Linked DNA regions of Hordeum vulgare: region 2 is linked to region 1. A link is a contact called in public Hi-C data. All regions are on one chromosome and are shown on one strand. The core of a region is the stretch at or near the end of the contact, and the rest is flanking DNA. Distances in the headings are between cores, read along the strand shown. Region 1 has its middle 150 kb from the start of LOC123425632. Region 2 holds the start of LOC123425631 (protein TIME FOR COFFEE-like).

What was found. Hi-C and Micro-C count contacts between places; a contact is called where the count stands out from the background.
Region 2: a contact with region 1 is called in a Hi-C map of leaf, with 2.3 times the contacts expected there. The contact joins the promoter of LOC123425631 here to the enhancer-like site in region 1. A contact is called at or near these places in 1 of 6 Hi-C or Micro-C datasets (leaf) and 1 of 1 datasets of contacts at active chromatin or transcription factors (embryo).

What each region holds. Positions count from the first base shown.
Region 1 is chr2H:153,115,345-153,121,490 of MorexV3_pseudomolecules_assembly, reverse strand. No RefSeq gene overlaps it. Among protein-coding and RNA genes, the nearest start is that of LOC123425632, 150 kb to the left of the region's middle. Within about 2 kb of position 2,805, at least 2 of the 3 cell types and tissues checked have open chromatin away from gene starts, as enhancers often do. A contact at or near this core is called in leaf, where this site is marked.
Region 2 is chr2H:153,262,537-153,268,495 of MorexV3_pseudomolecules_assembly, reverse strand. LOC123425631 (protein TIME FOR COFFEE-like) reads right to left here and starts at 4,391. Exons shown (of 12, transcript XM_045109329.1): 1 at 3,673-4,391; 2 at 3,412-3,560; 3 at 2,991-3,318; 4 at 2,488-2,899; 5 at 2,316-2,367; 6 at 2,030-2,119; 7 at 1,599-1,860; 8 at 1,441-1,510; 9 at 1,263-1,347; 10 at 738-1,175; 11 at 1-632. The coding sequence starts at 4,177. LOC123425632 (a long non-coding RNA gene) reads left to right here and starts at 4,564. Exons shown (of 5, transcript XR_006621867.1): 1 at 4,564-5,959.

The DNA of each region.
Region 1 (6,146 bases), core at 1,556-4,055:
TGTTGCATGATGAATGCCAGCCGACATAATTATCCATCACTGATCCATTGCCTACTAGATTTCCACATATTGATCTTTGCTAAGTTACTTTTCCGTTGCTATTGTTACAATCACTACAAAACTGCTATTGTCACGTTTGCCACCGTTACCGTTGCTTCCATACTACTTTGCTACTAAATACTTTGCTACAGATATTTAGTCTTTCACGTGTGGTTGAATTGACAACTCAGTTGCTAACACTAGAGAATATTCTTTGGCTCCCCTTGTGTCAATCAATAAATTTGGGTTGAATAGTCTACCCTCAAAAACTGTTGCGACCCCCTATACTTGCGGGTTATCAAGACCTTTTTGTGGCGCCGTTGTCGGGGAGCATAGCTTTATTCTCTGAGTCACTTGGAATTTATATTTGTTGATCGCTATGAAGAATCTGAAAGACGCTAAAACTAAAATATATCCCTCAACTGCGAGGACAGGTAAAGAACTGCCATCTAGCTCTTGCATATGTGGCCACAACAATGCACTCCTTGCGGTTACAAGTGAGTTTCCGTACTCATCATGAATATCGGCCATCAACCCAGAAAAGAGGCTATGCTCCAAAAGATACATCAGATGATAGCGATACTATGCTTAGCTCGGTGGTCACAGCAAGGACTACAAAGGCTATATATATAAACAGAGCCATCTCTACGAGCGGTAGAGCTTGAAACAAGATAGGATGGCTCAAAGCGTACCAACATCAAGAGCTCGTAGATATCATGACATCATTGGAATAAGAGATTACTGTCTATGATTATTTTGTGATCATGCATGACATTTAAGTTGAGGATATAGCAGCAATAGCTCGGTCATGCTGATTCCTTGATTTATGGATCACCTAAGGGCAAAGTCAGGATGCATAAGCCAGAAGGAAACATCAGAATGAAACCCACAACCAAATTGACATTATGACACGGCAAAAGAAAGCCACTCCCATTCACTCAAGGCCATACGAGCACGTGAGCCTGGTACCAGGAAAGGATGTATTACGCATGACAATTAGGGTACGAAGCATTACAATAAATCCCGAAGGAGATACTCTCAGGCCGTGGAAACTAAGATGTTTGTTGGTAGTACCCGCTACCCCACCCTGCAACACCACTATCAGAATAAAGGGTACATCTGACAGGAAAGATAAGGATTCAAGAAAGCTTTGTGCAGAGACAACACCTGGCCCCTCCGAAGAGACAGTTAAAGGGTCAGCGAACCCACGAAGACAGGACAACTGATGGATCCAAGTCGCACACAGGTAAGTCCCCCTTCACGAGGAGGTAAGCTTGGAAATCTTGAGGACGAGATTTTCTTAAGGGGGGTAGGTTTGTAACACCCTGATTTTCGCTCATGTTTTTATTATTTTGCGGGATTTGACTCTCGTCCTTTTTCTCGGTGTTATCGGATATCTCTAGCTCTTGGGTATGTGAAGATGGTCATCTAGCCTTGCCTTCCCTATCCAACCAGAGATTCTCTCAAGTCCAACCTTGCCACCCAAGATCTTTTCTTCAGGTTTTGCTGCCAAAACCCAACCTTCCTAGTTGCCGGAAGGGAAACCCTAATCCTTCCACTTACAAAGGAACCCCAATTCCCTTGGCCATGTTGACTCCCAAACTTTTCTCACTGATCATCCCTTATCTTTAAACCCTCGAAATGCAAAAATATTGCCAAGTCATTTGCAATATTTTTCATTTATAATTAATTCCTTTTTCTGCAAGTTAAAGGAATTAAATCCAAGAAAATATCTATCCATCAACAGAGTTCATGAAAAGTTGTGGAGATATTCTTTGTGATCATATTAAGATTAGGCCATAATTAGATAGGATTAATTGCATTTTCTTATTTAATGCCTATATTGCATTTTGGGCACTTTCTAAAGGAACTACCATTTTGGTAGCCAGGAAAAATCCCAAATAAATTGTGGAGCTTCTCATATTCCCCATTTCCACCAAGAACCCAAGTTTCATAGTTCAAATTTTGAGCCCAACATCAATTTGCAGATTCTGTCCAGTTGGGCAAGTTGCAAAGGAAGTGCTCTATTCCTTTATCTATTTAAGCTGCAATTTTTCATGGTGGTTGACATTGCTAAATCACCCATGGATTCCAAAAACCAGCTCAATTTATCTATCCATTTTATCCCAGCAATTTGCTAAGTTTCTGTTCATTTGAAAGCTCTGTGAAGCAAGTACCATTTTGGTATTTCTAAATTGCATGAAACTTTTACACAGTCTTATTATCATCAAATCATTTGTATCCACCAAATTCCAGCTGTTTTCATCTTTCCAATTTTCCCCAGCATTCTCATTTCCATTTCTGGCCAGTTTGCAAGTTTGCAAAGGAGGTGCCATCTAGAGCAATCCATTGGTGCTGAATTTTGGTAAGAATGGTGACCCTAGTGAGTGACCACTCTTTGCCGAAGATCAGTCCAAGGTGAGCACTGTGGTGGCCATGCAACCTGTCAAACACGTTCATGCCAGCACACATGTGAGCTCTCATCTGTCATCTCTCGCCCCCACTCCCCTCCAAAACCTCTCTAGTCAACTCAGCAAAGCAAGGAGAAGACCCCAGACACGGTTTGGTTGCGAGCGAGGCGTGGCAATGCTGTGGACACATGGTGACCATGCACAGAGCACGCCAATTCGATGCACTATGCACTGGATCCTTAGGGAGCTCGTCTCGAGCGAGCTTTGGCTCGTCTGGACGTGCCTACGAGCTTCCCACCGCGTGCGTGGGACCTCTGGAACCCTCTCCCCCTCGTCCCCTAGCTCCCTGGATCAGTGTGCCGACATGAGGTGCTCCGCCCGAGTGCCGCCACAGCACCGAATTCCCAGAGCTTCGGTCGTCCTCTAGAAGCCCTCCCTGCAGCTATATAAGCACATCCCTGAGCTCCCCTCCTCACGAGGAAGCCCAGCCCCTCCTCCAATCAAGATCGGGAAGTCCCCTCCTCCCATCCATGGTCGTGAGCCCACCACCAATCCCGCAGCCAAATCCATCCCCATAGCCCCTCCCACTCCCTCTCTTCATCTTGGAAGTCGACCCCAGGATCTAGCGAAGCCGCCGCTGCGCTCCATTCCGCCAGGGAGGTCCTGCTGGCGCAGTTCCCTGTTGGAGCTCTTCTGTCGCCGACGCCTGAGCCGCGACAATGGTGCTACCGGCCATCCCGGGCGACCCCGAGGCCACGAGCGGCTGTGGCATAGCACGACCGAGCCATCCCGCTCGCCGGCCGGACCGTAAGTGCAGTAGGGCGAGGACCAAGGCGCGACCCAAGGCCCCCTCTGCCTCTTCCCTTTGGTCGCGAGGAAAACGATGGCCAGGGAGGAGAGAGAGAGAGGAGCCACGTGCCCCCCCCGTGTCAGCCAGTCGGCATTGACCAGTCCGCCTGTTGACTGGGATTAGTGGAAGCGTATTTCTAAATTACACTTTCTGACTTCAAAAGCATACTTCGGCACAGTTTCGATGATAATACACTTTCGGTTACTGAAAGCGTAAACGCTGGAAAGGCGCCTTCTCCTTTCTTAGCCGTTGGTCAAAAGTGCTGAAGATTGAGCATTCACCCGTTAGGAACTGTGGTGGACACTGTTTTGCCCATTTTACAGCCTAATGAATGAACGCTCGTATCTTCGCGACCATAGCTCGATTGAGCCCCCTCCGAGAGAGAACAGTTTCCGGCGATCCTTTCCGCGGACTCTCCGCATTTCTTCCCGGAGTATTCTTCGACCCCATGCAAGCCGGCCATCTGATATATGACCTACATCATTGCTTTGTGTTATTCATGTGTGTTTAATTAATAATTATGCCTGTGACAGGAATAGTTAAACTTCAGTTTGATTGCACTTACTGTTTACATTACTTGCATAAATTGCTAGGTGAATATTGAAAGTAATTTATTTTAATGCATAGTAGTTGTCATCTCAAGTTGTCGTGATACATAACGATTCTTGATAAATGCTGCTAAAGTGAAACATAATCGGTTGATCTAGAGTCACCTGTTCGGGCTTATCTGTGCATCCACATTTGCCAGTATGGGACGGCCTTGACTTGGTCTGATCACGTGCTCTTTCACCGGTACCTCTAGACATGGAAGGTTATGCGCACGGGCTACCTTGCCCGGTGGGTGGCGATAACCTTGTGAGCCAAGTTGATTGTTTAACCCGGGAGTCCCCGTTTGGGACAGGTTAGTTTGGCCACAACGGTGGCAGGTGTCATGAGGACACATGGGCCACCCAGGGCAGGACTCCGAGGGAGGATAAATGCCGGTGGTATGATGGGAGAGTCACGGGTCTGGCAGGTTTCTTTGGATCAACGCTGGTCCACTCAAATGGGATCACGAGGTCAGATGCTCCATGATGTGGGTAAAGTGTGCAACCTGTGCAGAGTGTCAAATCTATTCGAATAGCCATGTCCACGGTATTGGACAACCCGTCGAAACCTCAGTAGGTGGTCAACCGCAACAGTGATAATAATGATGGAATAACTCGGCTCAGATGCATAGACATCGGACGATGTCAGGAATATGATATGTTAGCCATGTGATGGCTATCAGATGAGTAGTCGCATGACCACATGATTCGGATTAGATTTGGATCAGACTCAGATTGGACCAGGAGAACATTCGGAGTATAAATTATTTACTTAATATGCTTTACCATATCGTATTTACTTTAGTAGTCATCTTGCTGGATAATCCTGTTATATCATGATATTTAATCCTGCTAGATAGGTAAGCTATGACATGATGATTAATATTGCTCTAATTACAAATGCATGCTTGAATGCCATGGATTGCATTGCTTAGTGTATATGTTAGTTTGTTTTGGTTGTGAGTACATTCAAAAGTACTTAGCGGCCTTTAACATGGCCAGGTTCACATAAGGATCCGTCGTCCGTCGTCAAGGAGCTAGAGCGTTCGCAGGCTAGGAGTGTAACCTAGTCAGATCCCTATGGATTGGAGCCGCACCAAGACCATGCTGCCTTAGATAGAGCTTTTCTGCTACCATCACCCTTGTAGTATATCATGTAAGACTCTTATATCCATTAATATAAATGGATGTGTTCATGATACTTGTTGTAAACGCGCATGCCAGAGTGATTTCCTGGGCTGGTATGCGCGGTGACCCCCTGGCTAGAGTGGTAATCAGGTGGGGCTCCACAAGCAATGGTATTAGAGCAGCCAGGCTGACTATAGGTTGCCCTAGCCAAACTTCACTGTCTTGTGTTGAGTAGAAGGCCCAGATGGATTTCAGCCATCTTTGCCACCTCGCACGACTACTATTGATCCTAAGGCAACCCCACATGTTTTCGGCTCCATCAGACCCCAACTCTCGTGTCCCTTGCCTCCGGTGTGAAATGCTCGCACCCGGCAACGACCCGTGAGCCTTGAAACCCCTAGGTAAACCAGATATCCTTACCGTGCTTGCTAACCATGGCATTTCTCTACTTACTCTAGTTTCCTTTGGGAAACACTTATAAATTCTATCTCTCCTCGATAACCCTAGGATCGTTGACTAAGCCACTTTGGCTATTGTCATGCGTCGAGTAGGATGCTCCCTAAGGAAGTAGTAGGAGCTTGACACTAGTGCTACCAGGAGCATTGTGTGGTTTCGCTTGTCAATCCTTAGAGGTACATCGAGTCTGCTATAATAGTTATACTAGTGGATCCTTGGCCATGTGCGTAAGGTCCACAACACTTGAGCTTTATTGGCTTTTTGGTTTTTTGCGGTTCTTGTTTCTTCCGTCGATTTCGTTTTTTTGCTCCGACTGGATCCATCTGCAAGAGTTGCCTAAGAAGATTAGCATACAACTTGGATAATACCCAATAATCCAGATTCAACAAGAGTCAAGCCAAGCCAACTGCCTGGTATTCAGAATAGCTGCACCGGATATGACAGAAATGAAGAATGAGTCAAAGGCAGAATATATGTGCAACAGACAAGGCCAGAATATACCCGCGAGAGTTTGCCTCAGAACAAATCATGCCTAAGGAACAGGCAGATGAGCTACCAAGAATGAACATCAATAGGGTCAAATTATTCGTCCGTAATACATGGATTATTTCAGTGAGTGAAGTGAACCTTGAGTGTTTTCTCAGTGAACCCAAGAATCATTTATCACCCACCGAG
Region 2 (5,959 bases), core at 3,142-5,641, 150 kb before region 1:
GACTTGTCATCACTTGACTGGCCATCTTGGAGAGTCTTGTCTGTATCCTGTCGATGAGCGAGGCCAGGCAGTAGAACAGGACGCTGGTTGCCACTCGAATAGCTCTGGGAACTGTTGGCAGCGGCTGCCGCAGCTGCGGCAGCAGCAGCATTAGCATTTGGTGCATATCCCAGCAACCCTTGTGATTGTTGTGGCTGATGCTTCTGAGAGGAACCAGACAAGCTTGGCATTGGGTTTTTCTGATGATTTTGTTGCTGCGTAACTTGCTGCTGTGATGGGTGCAACATGTGGGGAGAGTAGACATGCCCGTTGAAAAACGGTACACCTGCGCCTTGTGGTGCCATGCCTCGATATGATGGAGGTCCTCCAGCATGAGCAGCGGCGACCTGTAACGGGTAGCCGTTCTGTAAGATAGCCAAGAACTGGGCATCACCCGGCTGCAAGTTGGCAAAGCTCAAGTTCATGGCCGATGCACCAGGGTGTGCTGCTGAAGCATGGGCAGTGGCAGATGATGATGGCATGGCACTGCTGGCTCCAGAAGATTTTGTATCACCCATTCGATTGGCGGCAGCAGTTGCAGCTGCTACTGCTGCAGCATGTTGGTTGAATGGAAAGATGAATGTTGGCGGTTGCTGTAAAAAACAAGGGTGCACGGGAAATTATATAAGGAAAAAATACAAAAAAGAACCACAAGAAATACTAGCAATGAATAGCATAAATATCCACAACAAGCATACCATCAAGTTTGGTGGCATGGGAGAAGAGGACTGCTGCGCTTCATGAGCTGGAGGTTGCTTCCTTTGGTTTGATTCAGCAACAGTAGCACTGCTGGATGCCCCTTTATCCTTGGAGAGGCTCCCCTGGAAAGGAGAAGACACCATTGAAGGAGTCTTAGTTTCTTGCAGCGGGGCTTGTGCCCGGACAGGGTAGCCCCCCTGCATTGGGTTCGCGAGAAGGGAGGCAGCCTCTGCAGGTGGAACAACCCCCATGTTGAATGGCCCTCTAGGACCAAAGAATGGTGCAGATCTTGATGCGGCGGCAGCTGCTGCTGCAGCCGCTGCTGGGGGCCAGAAGTTCATCTTTGTAAGTCGCTGGTGGTATTGGATCTGCTGTGCAATGTAACAATGTGTAGCGCAGCGCTTCGGTCGTTCTGGCAGAGGAGGCAATGCAGGATGCTGCAATGTAAAAAACCTTCAGACTTGGCAAAGAAATTCACTCTAAACATACAGAACCACACCATAGCTCAAGTGAGAAAAACGAACCTGTAATCCAGCCGAAGTCCCTGGCTTGATGTCCATAGGATGATGAAGGCCAGGAGCTGATAATCCAGGAACAGGGGCAATGTAACTGCCAAGATAAGAGACAAGAGGTTTCAGACCACAAATCCTTCAGGGAGGAAGAGTGCCGTGTGAAACGTCAAACATCAGTGAGAAAACTCACCTAAAAGGTGGGAAATTCCCCATCCAGCCCCCGACGGTCATTGGCATAGGCGGTGAAGCAGCAGGTAGAGCTGCTAGATGAGGAAAAACCCAAATCAACAAAGAATCACCTTTTACAAAATCAGTGAGAAATGGAGAAGAAGCAAGCAAAATTCTTACGTGATTTCTCATGCTTGACCTCGGACTTTGAGGGCTTGTGCTGCTGCTGCTGTTGCTGCGTCGGCGGCAATGGCGGCTGCCTTCGCTCAGATGGCGACTTCTCGTCGCCTTGGCTGGGCTTCTCCAAATCCAGCTGCAGCGTGAGCTTCTTTGGAGCAAGCTCCTCCGCCGGAATCCTCTGCGCCTTGTCGTCCTCCAGATTGATCTCTAGGCCTCTCCGGGACCTCTCGTCATCTTTCTTTTCAGAATTTCCTCTCCCAGCCTAAAATCGGAGCAAAAGATGAGCAGCAAAAGGATAGATCAGGATCGAACACACAATGCTCCAGGCTGAGGAGATCAATCTGCAGAATTGGGGAAATTGAAGCATGCTCCAGGCTGAGGAGATCAATCTGCAGAATTGGGGAAATTGAAGCATGCAGGCAGGCACCTACCACGTCCATCTCAGAATCCAATCCCTTCTTATCCGCATCAGGGTCGGAAGAGCCATCTCTATCAGGAGATAGCTTCCCAGGAGGGGGAGCCTGGAACAAGCACAGAGGCAGAGAGAAAAAAGGTGAGATAAAAAAAAAGGCTGAAAAGAAAACAAAAAAGGCAATCAACAGTTGCGGCAAAAAATTGTCGTTTTCAATCTTTGCCCAACAAATTCCGCAAGACCAATTCAACCACACACGCACACACACACACACACACACACACACACGAGAAGCATATACCCACCATGAGATCAATGCAAAACTTTTCTTGACGAGCGCCATCAGATGCCAGCTCACTGATAAAAAAATAAAACAATTCACACGAAATTGTGAATATACTAATCAGATCGGCACAATCCAAAGGCAATAATGGCTATCACAACACCAATAATAATAAAAAAATCCAAATGGCCCACCTCTTTGTCGCCGTGATGGCCTCCCCATTCCTGGCCTCAGAGCCGACCGGCGCAGCAGCAGCCTCGCCGTCGGGCTTGACTGGTGGCGCCGGCGGCTCGGCCCGGCTCTCGGGCCCGTGATCCCGTCGATCTGATTCGCTGGCCCGGAGCTCTGGATCTCTTCCTCTGTGGTCCTCCCTCTTCTCTGGCTGCTCCCGGGTAGCCTCCTGCTGCGCGCCAGCCGTGGCGGAGGCAGCGGCGGTGGTGCTGGCGCCACTTTCGGCCACAGCCGACACCGACGGCTTCGCATCTGATCTTGGCACCGGAAGCACTTCCTGCCTTGAGGGCGGCTCTGCCGTGTCCGGCTTTGCTGGGCTCGGCGGGCGGTTCTCGTTGTCGTACTTGACCAGCCGTGGCCGCTTCCTCTTTGGGGCTGGGAAAAGCAGTGAGGAAGTTTATTAGACCCACAAAACCAAAATTAGCAACAAAAAATCGTTACAAGATTAAAATTGACGAGCTGCTACCTGTAGTGGTGAGAGAGGCTGAATCTGCCGGCCGGACGCCAGATGACGACGGAGCCGGCGAAGAGTTCCCAGACTTGGCCTCCGGCGCGTCCTTTGGCTCCGGCTTGTGATTCATGTTCTCCTGCTTGGGAGGGCAGGGGAACTGCCGCGTCAGGCCAAATAGCACCTCGGCGACCTCGATCTCCTCCTGGATGAAGGACGGCGACTTGGAAATCTTTGGTTGTGATGGCTGAGGCGGCGCTGCCGAAGGAGCTGAGGCCGGCGACGGCCGCTGCTTCGGTGCAGGTCCAGAACCGCCGCCGCTGCTCCCACCGCCACCAATCGTTTTCTGTGAGACATCGGAGAGGGAGAGAAATCAGTAAGTGCTAGAGTTAAGGAATCATGAGGGGAGATGGATTCTGTCGGCCTGAAAAAAACGCACCAGCTTTTTCCTAACAGGGGCGGTGGTCGATGTGGAAGCCGGCGAGATCGGCCGTGAAGGACGCTGGATCTGCGAGGCTTCTACAGCGCCGGCGCCGCCGGTTCCACCGCCGGGGCCTGTCCACTCGTGCGAAGACCTCTTGGTGGAAGCTGCGGAAAACACGAGGAACAACGGTGAGATTAGGGAAGAAGAGGAGATAAGAAACAGGAAGAAGCGGCAACAAGGGCGGAAAATTGCGTGCTTTGTGGTTGTGGTGCGTACCTGAGCGCGCCTTCCTGGGGACTGGAACACCGATCATTTCGTCGGCGGCCTTCCATACTATGGGGCTCTTCGGATTGGAGCCCCCCTTCCGGTGCATCTGCTGCTGGCCGTGGTGGTGGTGGTTGTTGTAACCGCCGCCGCCGCCGCTGCTGCTGCTGCTGTGGTGGTGGCCGGCGCCGCTCGGCTGAGGCGGGGACGGCGGAGGCGCCGTGCTGGGCGAGCGGCGCTGCACCGGCGGGTACCTGGGCGCGGAGGCCGGTCCGAGGTCCTCGTCGGCGTCGTCATCGTCGTCGCCGAGGCTGTCGTCGGATGTGTCGTCGCCGTCGTCGCGGCCGTTGCCGTTGAGCATGAGGCGATCCCCCCGCCTCCTGTCGGACCGAGGCGAGTCCCTCGGCCCCGCGCCGCCGGAGACGCCGCCGCCGTTGCTCCTGAGCCGCCGCCGCGGCGGAGGCGCCCCGCCGGACATGGACACGGCGGCCCTCCTGCCTTCCCGGATCCGCTCCATGTCAGATCTGAGGCATGCGCCTCCGATCTCCCTCCCTCCTAGTCGCCGCCGGCGTCCCGGCAGACCGCCGCCGCGCAGATCCGCGCACCAACCGCCTCAACAAATCCCCACGGGCAGAGCGAGAGAGCCCGCCCTCCTTCTCCTTCCCCTCGTGCTCACAAGTATCTCTCCTCTCTCTCTCTCTCTCTCTGTATCGGTGGTGGTGCTGCTCCTCCTAGAGAGTGCTCTCCTCTCTTCTCTCCCTCGGCTGGAATGGCTGCTGCTTCTCTGGTGTGGCCTCCTCCCCTCCCCTTGTGGCTCGCTTTCTAGGCCTCATCCTCTTTTTGTCGCTGCCCATCCCCGCATCCGACGGCCAGGATCCGCCCGACGCATCCGACGGCCCCGACCCCCGCGCGCCTGCCACCGTGGCCGCCCCCACCGCCTACCACCCAACACGCGATAAAATCTCGTGGACGCTTCCTTACGCCACAAGCATGGCCCGATGACCGACACGTGGCGGGGCAGCCGAGCGGGGTGAAACCCACCGGCAACGGGAGGTGGGTGGTTGATGGATGGCGGCACGCCCGTTTGTTCGCTTCCCTAACAAATCTTTTTATCCTCTTGTAAAAACTCAACACTCCACGCAAAATAAAGCAAGAATAATACAATACGAGTACATAAAGATGAAATGGCGCTACGCCATCGGCTTTGGCACGGGACCACCGCGCGCGGGGTCCGCGTGGACGGATGGGCCGCCTGATCTGGACAGTGCGGTGCGGTTTAACCGGGCTGACGTGGCGCCTGCGCGCACCGGTTGGTTGCTACGGGTGGGTTAAAAGGGCACGAGGAAAGTCTCCAGGCAGCAGCAGCGGCAGTGGAGGCGGGCGGGGCCCACGCGCGGGCCCGGGCATCTCCCGTCTCATCCGCTTTTCTTTCCTTTTTCTTTTTCTCTTTCCTAACGTTCTGCTCGTGGGCTCCGACGTGGCGGAGGGGGTGACGTCGGCGGGGCCCGCCGGCCACCAACCTTCACCGCACCACTGGCCTACTTCTACTCTGATGAATTATTAGTAAGATATTCCTTGAAAACACCCAGTAGTTTAATATCATTACCACGGAGGAGATCCGGAAGATGTCATTGTATACGCGGATTGGCGCGGTTTTACTTACACTAACTTTGGAGCATTGAAGGCCGGTAAATTTAAATTTAAATGTTTTCGCTGTGGTGTGGTGTGGTGCGGTGCGGGGCGTCGTGTTCTGGATCCAGACGCCACCGGCATCGGGTGCATATATGCATGGCGACGTACTGCTGCTCGCTTTAAATTGCAAGTTTTTTAAACGAGCCACGTGCGCCTTCTTTCCAGCATTGTACACCCAAATTGAATTTTGAAAAGAAATAAAGAGTAATTCAAGGCATATTTTCAGTAGGTGGCTATCAATGAAAATATGCCTGCGAATCACTTTTTTTTTTTAAAAAACTCAATTTGGGTGTATTTTTGGAAAACAAAGTTAGAGGATCGATTTTGTTTTTTTATCATGACTTTACAAATATGATTTCATGATGAAATTTTGAATGCACAACAAGTATTTCCAAAATATATCATTTCTTTAAATTTATTATTTTATTTTGAACATTTGTGCCTAGTTATAGAAACTCCGCGTCCGTTGTAGGCTTCTTTTTGCTTATGTCACTGAGTGTATGTAGAAGGTACATGTGGTGTTTAATTTGACGTGGTTAGCAAGGACACAAGATTTTGATTCATGAAAAGGGAAAGGACATATGGATAGTAAACTTTGAATGCAATG